Linked DNA regions of Rattus norvegicus: region 2 is linked to region 1. A link is a contact called in public Hi-C data. All regions are on one chromosome and are shown on one strand. Each heading gives the region's core, a stretch centred on a gene start, on an enhancer-like site or on the middle of the called end of the contact. The rest is flanking DNA. Distances are from core to core; before and after follow the strand shown.

Region 1 (5,297 bases), core at 1,722-4,221:
GCTGCAGTGATGCATCTCTTCCAACAAGGCCACACCTACTCCAACAAGGCCACACCTACTCCAACAAGGCCACACCTTCTAATTGTGGTACTCCCTGAGAGCCTTTGAGGACCATGTGTATTCAAACCACCGCAAGAAGGAAGAAGTATACAAATGTGTTTTCTGTTCTAGGTAGGGTAATGCATAAAGCAGAAAATTTATTTGGCTCACAGTTTGGGAGAGTAGGAGGTTCAAGAGCATGGCTCCAGCATCCACCTGATTGCCCTTGAGTGTTTCATGCTGCCTCACAACAGTAAAAGAGAATTATGACAACAGACTCTCTATGATAACCTATTCTTGTGATAGTGAACTCACTCCCGTGGGAATGCCATGAATCCCTCTTATAGACCTCAGCTATTAAAGGGCCCACTTCCCAAGATCTCCAGAATGGGACTTGAGTCTCTCCATGAGCTTTGGAGAGGATGAACCACATTCAAGCCATGCCAAGAGGTAAATGGAGCGACACCTTAGGAAGTGAGGTGGGACTATTCGGCACACTTTCCTACCTGAAGAATGAACCACAGCCTCAGATTTCATCCAAATGTCCTTCTGTTTCTTCCTTAACAATAGGATTAGGAGACCAAAGGGATCTGAGCAGGACTTAGAGGAGAAAACTCAGGTCAGAGCCCTTCTTTGAATAGTTAATTCTAAAGCCATGGTAGGGAGGCCCTAACTAATTATCAAATAATTTAGCAAAATGTAAACGCACACAGTAATCCAGATACTTTGTTTATACATTTTTATAAGTAATTTAAGAATATACTAGACTACATTTTTCATTTTTCTATACATTTTAGTTCTTTTTCGATTCTCAAATTTTATGAACATACATGTTTTACTAAGAACCACTACTTTTGGAAGTCCTGGAATCTATGTTTTAAAAGCATTGTATCCACTTCCTAACAGCACCTGGTATTCTTCATGGGCACTTTTAAAGGCACATGGAGAAGGAAAATTCAGGTATCTCTTCTATGAATCTCCCGAGCCTTGGGTACTACAGTGGGAATGACTCTGGTTCCCTCAGCTCCATGTCTACACTCTCCTGTGTTGAAACACGAATGCCAATTTGACAGTATCTGGAGATGATTGTGTCCTGAGAGGAAAACTAGTTATTGTAAGAATGGAAAATTTTTAGTTGACCCCACTACAGCACTCAGAGACCTACTCATACCCAACCTGAGGACATGGCCTTCTGTTCCAAGAAATAGGCTAACCAGGAGATCATCTGGCCCGGATTAGGGCTGGTTCAGTAATTCTAAGACAAGAACAGGGAAATGGTTTGCTTAGATAAGTTGACTAAACTTGTGTTTAGATAGAGTGTGCCAATTTGAACGAGCCAATGAAATTGTTACACACCTACTGATTCCCACCTGAGTGATATTCTCTATAAAATGAGCCCTGAGTTCGGGGCTCGACTCCTCTGTCTTCTGTGTGAGATACATGTAGTCCCCAGAGCTCTGGCTTCCTGAATATACCTCTTGCCTGATTGCATCAAGACTGGCTGCTCATGAGTTCTTGGGTTTGCGTCATCCTGGTACTCGAGTAAGATTCTCCCGCTTGGGAAGGACCTTTCATTATGAATGGGATTAGTACCCTCATCAAAGAATGGGATTGTACCACCAAGTCAGTAGGCTTGCTGGCCTCTCTGCCCTGTGAGAGCACTGTAAGAGAAGCGCTGCTATAAGGAGCCAGACAATTAAAGTGTTAGCATCTTGATCTCAGACTTCTCAGGCTCCAAAACTGTAAGAAATAAACTTCTGATTGTGTGTAACTTACCCAAACTCTGGCACTTGGTTATAGTAGCCCTAACAGGTTAAAACAAACAAACAAACAAACAAACAAAAAAGACCCACTTAGTTAAGAAGTAGCAGGCATTCTCAGGACTATTTTATACATTTGTAGTAAAAACAGGAAACAAAGAGATTCAGAAGTCCCTTAAGCATTCAAGGCAAGGCAAAGAGAATATGGATGAATAGAGAAGAGCCCAGTCTGCCAACATCCAGCATCAACAGAAGGCTCTCTTGGCACCAGCATCCTTTTCATTTTCCTTTCCCTCATATGAAATTCCTTCCCCCTGCTCTCTCTCCTCCTGTGAACAGAGAGAGAGAGAGAGAGAGAGAGAGAGAGAGAGAGAGAGAGAGAGAGAGAGAGCTATTTAACAACCAAGACCACATTTCAAGGCCAAGATAACCAATTAAAAGTAACACTTCCCTAAAACTGCAAACAGTCCCCTCTCCAACGCAAACTTTTAAGTCAAGAGGACAGCTTTCCACATCCCTTCCTAATAGAGCTTGGCCTCCATCCACCAACATTAATCACTCAAAGATGGCCCAAGAACCTATGTAAGGTCACTGCCTAATCCTTTTATTAAAGGTCATTGGTTCTTGACTATGAAAATGTGTTTTGTTTCCCATCCTCAGCCATCTGCCCCACAGTCTGAGTCTAAAGACATTTACTCTCTCACCAAGGACAGTTGGAGACCTCTGTAGAGCCTCTTGTCTTTGAAATTTCACTAACGTCCAAAGACGCTTTGAAATGCAACACATTTCTGCCAAGGTGCTAGAATGTAGCAGAAGTCTCCAGAAAGATACATTCAGCTCTGGAACCTTTGGATTCCACTTTCTTTGGTAAGGGTTGGAATATGGAAACACAGCACTTTGCAAACTAGCTTTTTTGGGAAGGTATTCTATTTATGACTGTCCTTGGGAAAGCACTATCCTGAGCCATAGCCAGAGAGAGGGACCAGGAACAAGGAAGTAGATGAAAGTTTGTGGAGCAAAAATGTCTGTCCACGGTGCAATTCAGTTTGAAGATACCAGACACGATCAAGGACTTTGGAGGGAAAGGAAGGGTTCAGAGAGCAGTGGCTCCAGAGGACGTTCTAATGCTTGGGGCGGAGCTTTCTACGTGGCGTCCCCGAGCTGCGCAAGGGATAGGGCTGTGGTGGGAAGCTGCTGGCTGGACCAGTGTGCTCTTCAGAGCTTGCCTGTCATGTGTACAAGAAACCCGTGTGCGCGTGTGTGAGCGCACCTGGGCAGGTTAGCGTGGTGTGTGGTTCGTAACACATCCTTTGGAGCTTCTCTCTGTGCACATATCCGAGGCTGTCTGCAAAGCAATGAGGCTTATTTAACATTCACCGTGGGACAAATAAGAGAAAATTAAAAGAGCAATTTTAGGAGGGAATAATTGTTTTCCATACACTATAATTACAACTGCCTGTAAATGCCGCTATCATAAACGAATCTGCCGTTTAGAGTTCTCTTAAATTCTTTCCGTAATGAACACGCTCTGAAGGCGGGAGACCTCGGCGATGCTCCAGCAGGGGAAGCTGGGCCTGCACTGACCCCTGGCGTCTGCCTTGCGCAGAGACCTCCCTCCACAGCCACAAAGCCTGGGACCCCGCTGTGAGAAATCCCTTGTCCTTCTGTGTCCTTGGCATTACAAACATCCTGGAGACCCTTGGGACAGAAGTAAATCTTAGAATCTCTGTCTTCCTAGCTCTCTTGAGGCGATTTCCTAATATTTGCGTCGGCATTATTTCCCTTCTCTGGCTCCCTCCTTCAGCAAACAGCACCTTTCAATTGCCACTCAAAAACCTGAAGGTCATTTCTGATCTTCCCTTCTTTCCTACCACAGGGGTGAGCAAGCCAGTAATGCCTTAGCCACTGAGGCGTGGCGATGGTGTGTCTCCTACAGATCTCTCCATCCATCCTGGATAGACACCAGCCATCATCACCCTTTCTGGATGGTGCACATCAGCCTCTGAGTGACTTTCTTGCTTGAGACTTAGTGTCTCCAGGGATCTTCTTCCACTTTCTAACTCATGAAATTTATTCCTCAAGTAACCTTTGATGAACCAGAGAGACTGCTGTTAATTACTTTTAATAAGTCATGGCGCGAACTTGGCACTATCACTTGGGCAATCTCCTCCTTGCCAGCGTTGGTGCGGGAACAGTGCTTTTCTATCTTTTTTTTCTAAGGACTTCCATTATCAATTCCCCCGTGCCCCGCCCTTTCCCTTTGTTTCCAGAGAAATCTCTTGGACCAAATAAACTTGATGATTAAAATAAAATTATTTCCTGCTTTTCATGACAGGCAGAGCTGACTGATAATTGGGGCATCTGGTCAGGAGAAGATAACCAGCATTATCATAAAGAATGAGCCTAATCCCAGCCACAGGCAGAAAAACAGTCCGATAGTTTATCTAGCCAGTGCAGTCTTATCAAGACGAAATCTAGCGTCTCCGTTTGCTGTTCGAAAATATTGAGAGAAGCACATAGCTTCCTATTTCGGCTGTCCTAGATCCCCTGTGATACTCTCTGAAGGAAGTGGCTCTTGGGGAACTGCTCTGAGATTCTAAGAGTCGGCCGCACTCATACGCCGAGGTGCTCTCGGCGTTCTCTAAGCGACCACAGCCCTTCTTCTTTAATTGCACCTGGTCCATAAATAAATATTCCATCCCCAATGCCAGCTCTAATTAATTAAAACTGGGAGGAGTTCACCATGCCACTTGCAAATTGAGCATATATGTGAAAGATCTCAGAACAAATTAATTTCACATAGATTTAATGATTGATTACTTAATGCACGCTAATTAAATGTTTGGGGGGGAGGGTATAGAGTCTAATTAGTATTAATTTTTACATTGCCAGATTATAATTCTCCTTTTCTTTTTGGCCACTAGTTATCCAAACACTGCCATTTTCCTTTGGTGTTATGCTCTGCTCATTCCTCTTCCTCTTCCTCCTTTACTGAAGGGTTTATCATTCCTCTCAGAAAGGTCTAAGTTCTTGACGCAAGCAGTCACGTTCCACTTGCTCATTCTCTTTCTCCTTATTGCAAGTCTGACTTGTTAAAGAATAAGGATACCGACTTCTTCCCAGTTAATCAATTAACATCAATTGCTCTCTTTTCTCTGTCTCCTCCCCTTCCTTCTCCTCTCTCTTTTTTTCCCCTCTTCTCCAAAACTCAGTATGCAGTTCTTAATGGTCTCATAGGCAGAGGTGGGGTGAACAGTATGAGGTAAATTTAAGAATGACTAGAAAAATTTTAAATCATGTAGACTCTGTGTTAGATATTAATGTTAACATTAATATTAAATTTGGGTATTGGAGTGGAAGTTCTGGTTTCTCTAATAACTTAGTTGTATCACCAGATAATTTTCTGGAAGCTGTCTTGTGAGAGGGCATGTGATGGCTTGCTGAAAACAGACACTTGAGAGGGCACATGGTGTTTAGAAAGAATGTAAGTAGAACCCC
Region 2 (5,297 bases), core at 812-3,311, 100 kb before region 1:
TGGATCTTAGCATCTTTGTCTCTTAGCCTCGAGGGTCTGTGGATTGTAGAATGCTCATTCCTTATCCTCTTATAGGGAATACGTATCATGTTTGTCCTTCTGAATCTGAGTTACCCCACTCAGGATGATTTTTTTTTTTAGTTTCATCCATTTGCCTGTAAATTTCTTGATGCCATTTTTTTAAACATCTGAGTAACACCCCATTGTGCAAATGGACCACATTTTCTTTATCCATTCTTCTGTTGAGGGACATCTAGGTTGTTTCTAGTTTCTGGCCAGCTGCTATGAGCACAGTTGAGCAAGTGACCTCGTGGTACGATGGAGCATCCTTGGGGTGTACATACCCTGGAGTGCTACAGCTGGGTCTTGAGATAGATTCCCAATTTCCCGAGAAACCGCCATATTGATTTCCATAGTTGGTGCACGAGTCTGCGCTCCCACTAACAATGGAGGAGTGTTTCCCTTGCTCCATATCTTTGCTGGCATAAGCTACCACTTGGGCTTTTGATCTCAGCCATTCTGACAGGTAAAGGTGGAATCTCAAAGTTGTTTCGATTCATATTTCCCTGGTGGCTAAGGGTGATGAACATGTCTTCAAATGGTGTTTTAGACATTTGAGGTTCCCGAAGGGCAGTGGTGATAGGAACGGGAGGGATCAGGTGGGAGGGGAGGGGGATAGAGGCAGAGAGTACTGGGAGAGACAACTGTGATGGGGGAGCATTTGGAGGATGATATAGAAAACTAGTATAGTGGAATTTTCCTGGAACCTACAAGGTGGACTGTCCACCTTCCATAACTAGGCACGGCTCCCAGCAATGGGGCTGAGGTTAACCCAGCCACAAAACCTTTGACCTATATTCTGCCCACCCCCCTGCAAGATGTGCTGGGGTAATAGTGGCACAGAATTTGTGGGGGTGGCCAACAAATGACTGGTCCAACTTGAGGCCCATACCGTGAGCGAGAGCCCAATGCCTGACACAACCTGGATGGCCAGGAACCAGAGGCTGGACAGTCCAGAGACCCACAAAAGAATCAAACAAGACTGGCAAAAAAAAAAAAGGTAAATGAAATGACCCCTAATGATATTCTGCTACACTCATGGACTTACCAATTGAACTTTTTTTTTTTTTCCGGAGCTGGGGACTGAACCCAGGGCCTTGCGCTTCCTAGGCAAGCGCTCTACCACTGAGTTAAATTCCCACACCCCCTTCCCCCCCCCCCCCCCGGAGCTGGGGACCGAACCCAGGGCCTTGCACTTCCTAGGCAAGTTACCAATTGAACTTAATCCAAGTCATCAGAGAGGCTTCATCCCGCAACAGATGGGAGCAGATGCAGAGACCACAGCCAAACACTAGGTGGAGCTAGAGAACCCTGCAGAAGAGGAGGAGGAAGGACTGTAGGAACAGAAGGCACCAAGAGACCAAGACCCCACAGAATCAATTAAGCAGAACTCTAAGGGCTCAGAGAGACTGAAATGACAATCATGGAGCCCGTATGAGTCTGAGCTAGGGTCCTTTGCATATATGTTATGGAGGTGTAGCTTGGTCTTCTTGTGGGAATTTTAATAGCAAGGGCGGGGACTATCTCTGGAATTCTATTCTTGGAATCCTTTTCCTCCAACTGGATTGCCTCATCCAACCTTGAAGTGAGGATCTGTGACTAGTTTTATTGTAATTTTTAATGCTGTGATATTCCCGGAAGGTCTCCCCCCCCCCTCTCTCTCTCTCTAATGAGTGGATCTTGGGGGAGAGAGAGAGGTGAGTGAGGAGCTAAGTGGAGGGATGGGAAACCACTGTCAGGATGTAGTGTATGAGAGAATTTTAAAAATTAATTAATTAAAAATAAAAACTTTACACCCCCCCCCCCAGGGATCCTGTCTTCCTAACACATTTTGTTTCATTTGAAACGAATCCCAGAGGGCTACAGATAGCTGTCCCAAGCACCACTGATCCTACAGTAATGTGAACCTTCGGCATAAGCTGGTAGTTTTGTCTGACCTCTCAGAAACCAAGGTTATAACAGACTATGTAATTTGAAACCCTGAGCAGTAAGGACAGCAGCGGTGGCGGCTGGGAATGCAGCTGACTCAGGGCTGAAGGGAGTGGAAACAGTGAAATGACTGGCGCAGTGGGTAAGAATAATCAGGGTACTTCTTGCGCATATTCGCCACGGCTTATGCTTAATAACACGTTGCGGATCAGGTAATCTGAGGCGAGAGATACTCTCAGAGTTCTCGACACAGCCCTCCAGGATGCATTTACAAATCAGAAGATTGTTACACCAATAAAGGTTACTCGAAATCTTCCAAGTCATGCGTCCCCATTGGGAGCCCTCTCATTGGAACTCAACTTTTAAAGGAATCCTTAAAGGCTAAGTGGGGCTCATTGAGAATATGGGAACGTTTGAGACTTACTTTACCCATAAAGATACTGTACCTACCTATAGCCTCTTCTGAGGCATCTTCTCTGAGCTTGCAGGAGAGCCCATGATTGCGGTAGACTCCAGAAAGCCTCCGGCTGTGGTGAGGCCTCAGGGAGGGAAGGGGCCAGACCCTCCCACAACCCTTTGACCTATGCTAGGGGTTGGAGGCAGGGCAGCAAAATTGTGATTCTCAAGCACTTAAAAATACCCTCTATGATTGGGGAAGCAGAGCAGGAAAGAGCTGCTTCCTTTTAAATGAGCCTCAGGATGTGGTTGGTGCATGAAAGAGTTTTAAAATTTAATTAATTAATTGAAAATAAAAGCTTTATTCTCTTCCCAAGGATTCTGTCTTGCTAACACTTTTTGTTTCATTTGAAATGAGCCCTGAGGGGCTACAGACAGCTGGCAGGACTGACAGGAAACCAGGCTAGGGAGAGGCAGGAAACTGGCTTGAGTTGAGACAGATCAAAATGTCCTAATGCTGAAGTTTGGGGGGAGGTGATATTATGTTTACCCAAAAAGATCTTTCTACCTGCAAATGTCCATAAGAAAATAGATGCAAAACATGTGCTTGGAGACACATTGGAGTGTCAGGCATGACTACTCCAAGGTATGGTTCAGGAATAGGTTTTTTTTTTTATTGTAGATACAAGGGAGTTTACTGCCAGGGGCCTCTGTAAGAGTCCAGAGCAGGGAAAGAAAGTAGTAGACTGACCATGGCTGTGAGGGAGAGCGAGAAAGAGAGGAAGAGGGAAAGGGAAGGGGAGGGGGAGGGGGAGGAAGGAGGGAGAGAGGGAGGGGAGGATGGAGGAGGAGGAAGGGGAGGAAGAGGGGGAAGGGAAGGAGGGGATGAGGGAGAGTGAGGGTGAGGGGGAGGGGGAGGGGGAGGAGAAGACAAAGAGAGGACCAAGAGAGAAGAGAGCAGGCCAAGAGGAATGCCTAGCAAAAATGGGAGGGTTCTATAGGGATGAGAAACTGGGGGAAAAGAAGCCTGTGAACAGGGCAAGTTTAGGGTAGAGTGCAAGGTGACAAGAGCTGAGAAGACAGCTTGGGGGACCAGCAAGCACTTTGGTATCATGTTAAAAAGGCAGCACAGTGATGAGGAAGACCCGCTTGGGCCCAACTGCTACTACGACAAAACAAGTCCTTCTTGGACAACATCTCTTGTGATGATAATAGAGAAAGGAGACCAACTTGGGCTGAAGAAAGAAGGTTAAATGCTGAAACTTTTGGAATCCCACTTCGTCCAAATCGGGGCCGTGGGGGTTACCGAGGCAGAGGAGGCCTTGGCTTCCGTGGTGGCAGAGGACGTGGTAGTGGCCGAGGAGGAACCTTCACTGCCCCTCGAGGGTTTCGTGCTGGATTCAGAGGCGCTCATGGGGGTAGGGAGTTTGCAGATTTTGAATATAGGAAAGACAACAAAGTTGCTGCATGGTCTACAAACAAGTCTCTGAACATAGGTGACTCCTAGCTCTTCATGGTCCTGGAAAGTGGTTCAGTCTTTGTGAAGAATGAAGAAGTGAAGTTGCTGTCTGTCTGTCACCAGCACTGGGTTTTGTCTGTTTTCTGCTTCACGTCAAAGCTATACTGCAGTTGCTTTGGGACAGGAAGGCTCGTCTTAAAACACAAGCATAAGTGTGTGTGGACTAGCAGGTTATGATTCCTTGCTTAGAGTTGAATTAAAGCCAGCTAAATGGAATTGCTAAGTATTTTTTCTTCAATGAAAGGATTTTTCTTATCACTAATTAATTGTATTTGGCAATTACTTTGAGTTGCCTGCAGATAGGCAGTGATACTGTGTTTTGAGCCACAGAAGGTTTTGTGCGTGTGTGTGCGTGTGTGTGTGTATGTGTGTGTGTGTGTGTGTGTGTGCTTGTGTGTACGTGTGTACGTGTGTGTCCTATAATATGAGGTAGCTTATTTCGACACTTAATTAGGGTGCTGGATGGTAGAGAATTTGGTCAGTCAACTATGTACACACAGGTAAATACTGTTTCTTGGGCAAAGGTAACTTTTTTATATAGTTGTAAAATTCCATTATATTCCATTGCCAAGGAAACATTAAGAACTTTGTATAGCTGTATAAAAAGCAACTAATTTTTTAAAGAATAAACATTTTAAAGTCAGCAAACATACGTGTCCTTGCAGAAGTCAGTGTGCTGAGGAGCAGGGATACGGGTGGGTCTTTTTCCCCTTGCTTTCCAGGCTTAAGGTTTTGATTTCCTTTGTAATGTTTGGAACACAAATGAAGATTTGATAACTTTATTCCATTATCTAAAAAGCATAAATTATTCGTGCATAGTGTATGGACTTCATTTTGTAGCAAATCACAGGATTTGTTCAAATAACAGATATTTTAAGTGTGTGAATGTAAACAATCATAGATCAGAATGTACCTTGCTGTATTTTCAAACAAGTAACCTTCTCCTTTTAAGACATTAAGACTCGTTGATCTATCAGTTGACCCGCTCCTCCTGCTATGCCTGGAATTCTGTTGTGGTAATGCTGACTCCTGTTTTCCATCAAAAAGATGGAGTTTTCAGAATCATCTGGCACCTGTAAAACATCACTAACACAGTGTGTGGACCTGCGGCCTACTGAAGACTCTGTACACGTTTGTTGCTAACTGTAAATTACTAATAAATCTTTTTTGATATTTAAGCTATAGTTGTAAAAGATCTGGCCACTTTGTGTTTTTAATAAAGGCCATGGAATAAAGGGATCCAAAGAGTTCATTATTTTTAACTAAAAAAAAAAAAAAAAAAAAAAAAAAAAAAAAAAAAAAAAAAAAAAGGCAGCACAGATGTTTGTCCTGAGTTTCTTTTGGAGGGACCAGAGGCTTGTGTGAAGACTGCTGTAGATGGCCAGAAAAGCAA

Evidence for each region. A called contact is a pair of places that touch in the nucleus more often than the background predicts.
Region 2: a Hi-C map of liver shows a contact between it and region 1, with 11 times the contacts expected there. The contact joins two enhancer-like sites. A contact is called at or near these places in 10 of 12 Hi-C or Micro-C datasets (the A7r5 cell line, the Rat2 cell line, frontal cortex and 5 more).

The regions. Positions count from the first base shown.
Region 1 is chr8:57,500,220-57,505,516 of GRCr8, reverse strand. It overlaps a transcript of Nxpe4 not described here. Among named protein-coding and RNA genes, the nearest start is that of Nxpe2, 93 kb to the left of the region's middle. Within about 2 kb of position 2,971, at least 20 of the 93 cell types and tissues checked have an H3K27ac peak or open chromatin away from gene starts, as enhancers often do. A contact at or near this core is called in liver, where this site is marked.
Region 2 is chr8:57,602,620-57,607,916 of GRCr8, reverse strand. It overlaps a transcript of Nxpe4 not described here. Among named protein-coding and RNA genes, the nearest start is that of Nxpe2, 9.2 kb to the right of the region's middle. Within about 2 kb of position 2,061, at least 45 of the 93 cell types and tissues checked have an H3K27ac peak or open chromatin away from gene starts, as enhancers often do. A contact at or near this core is called in liver, where this site is marked.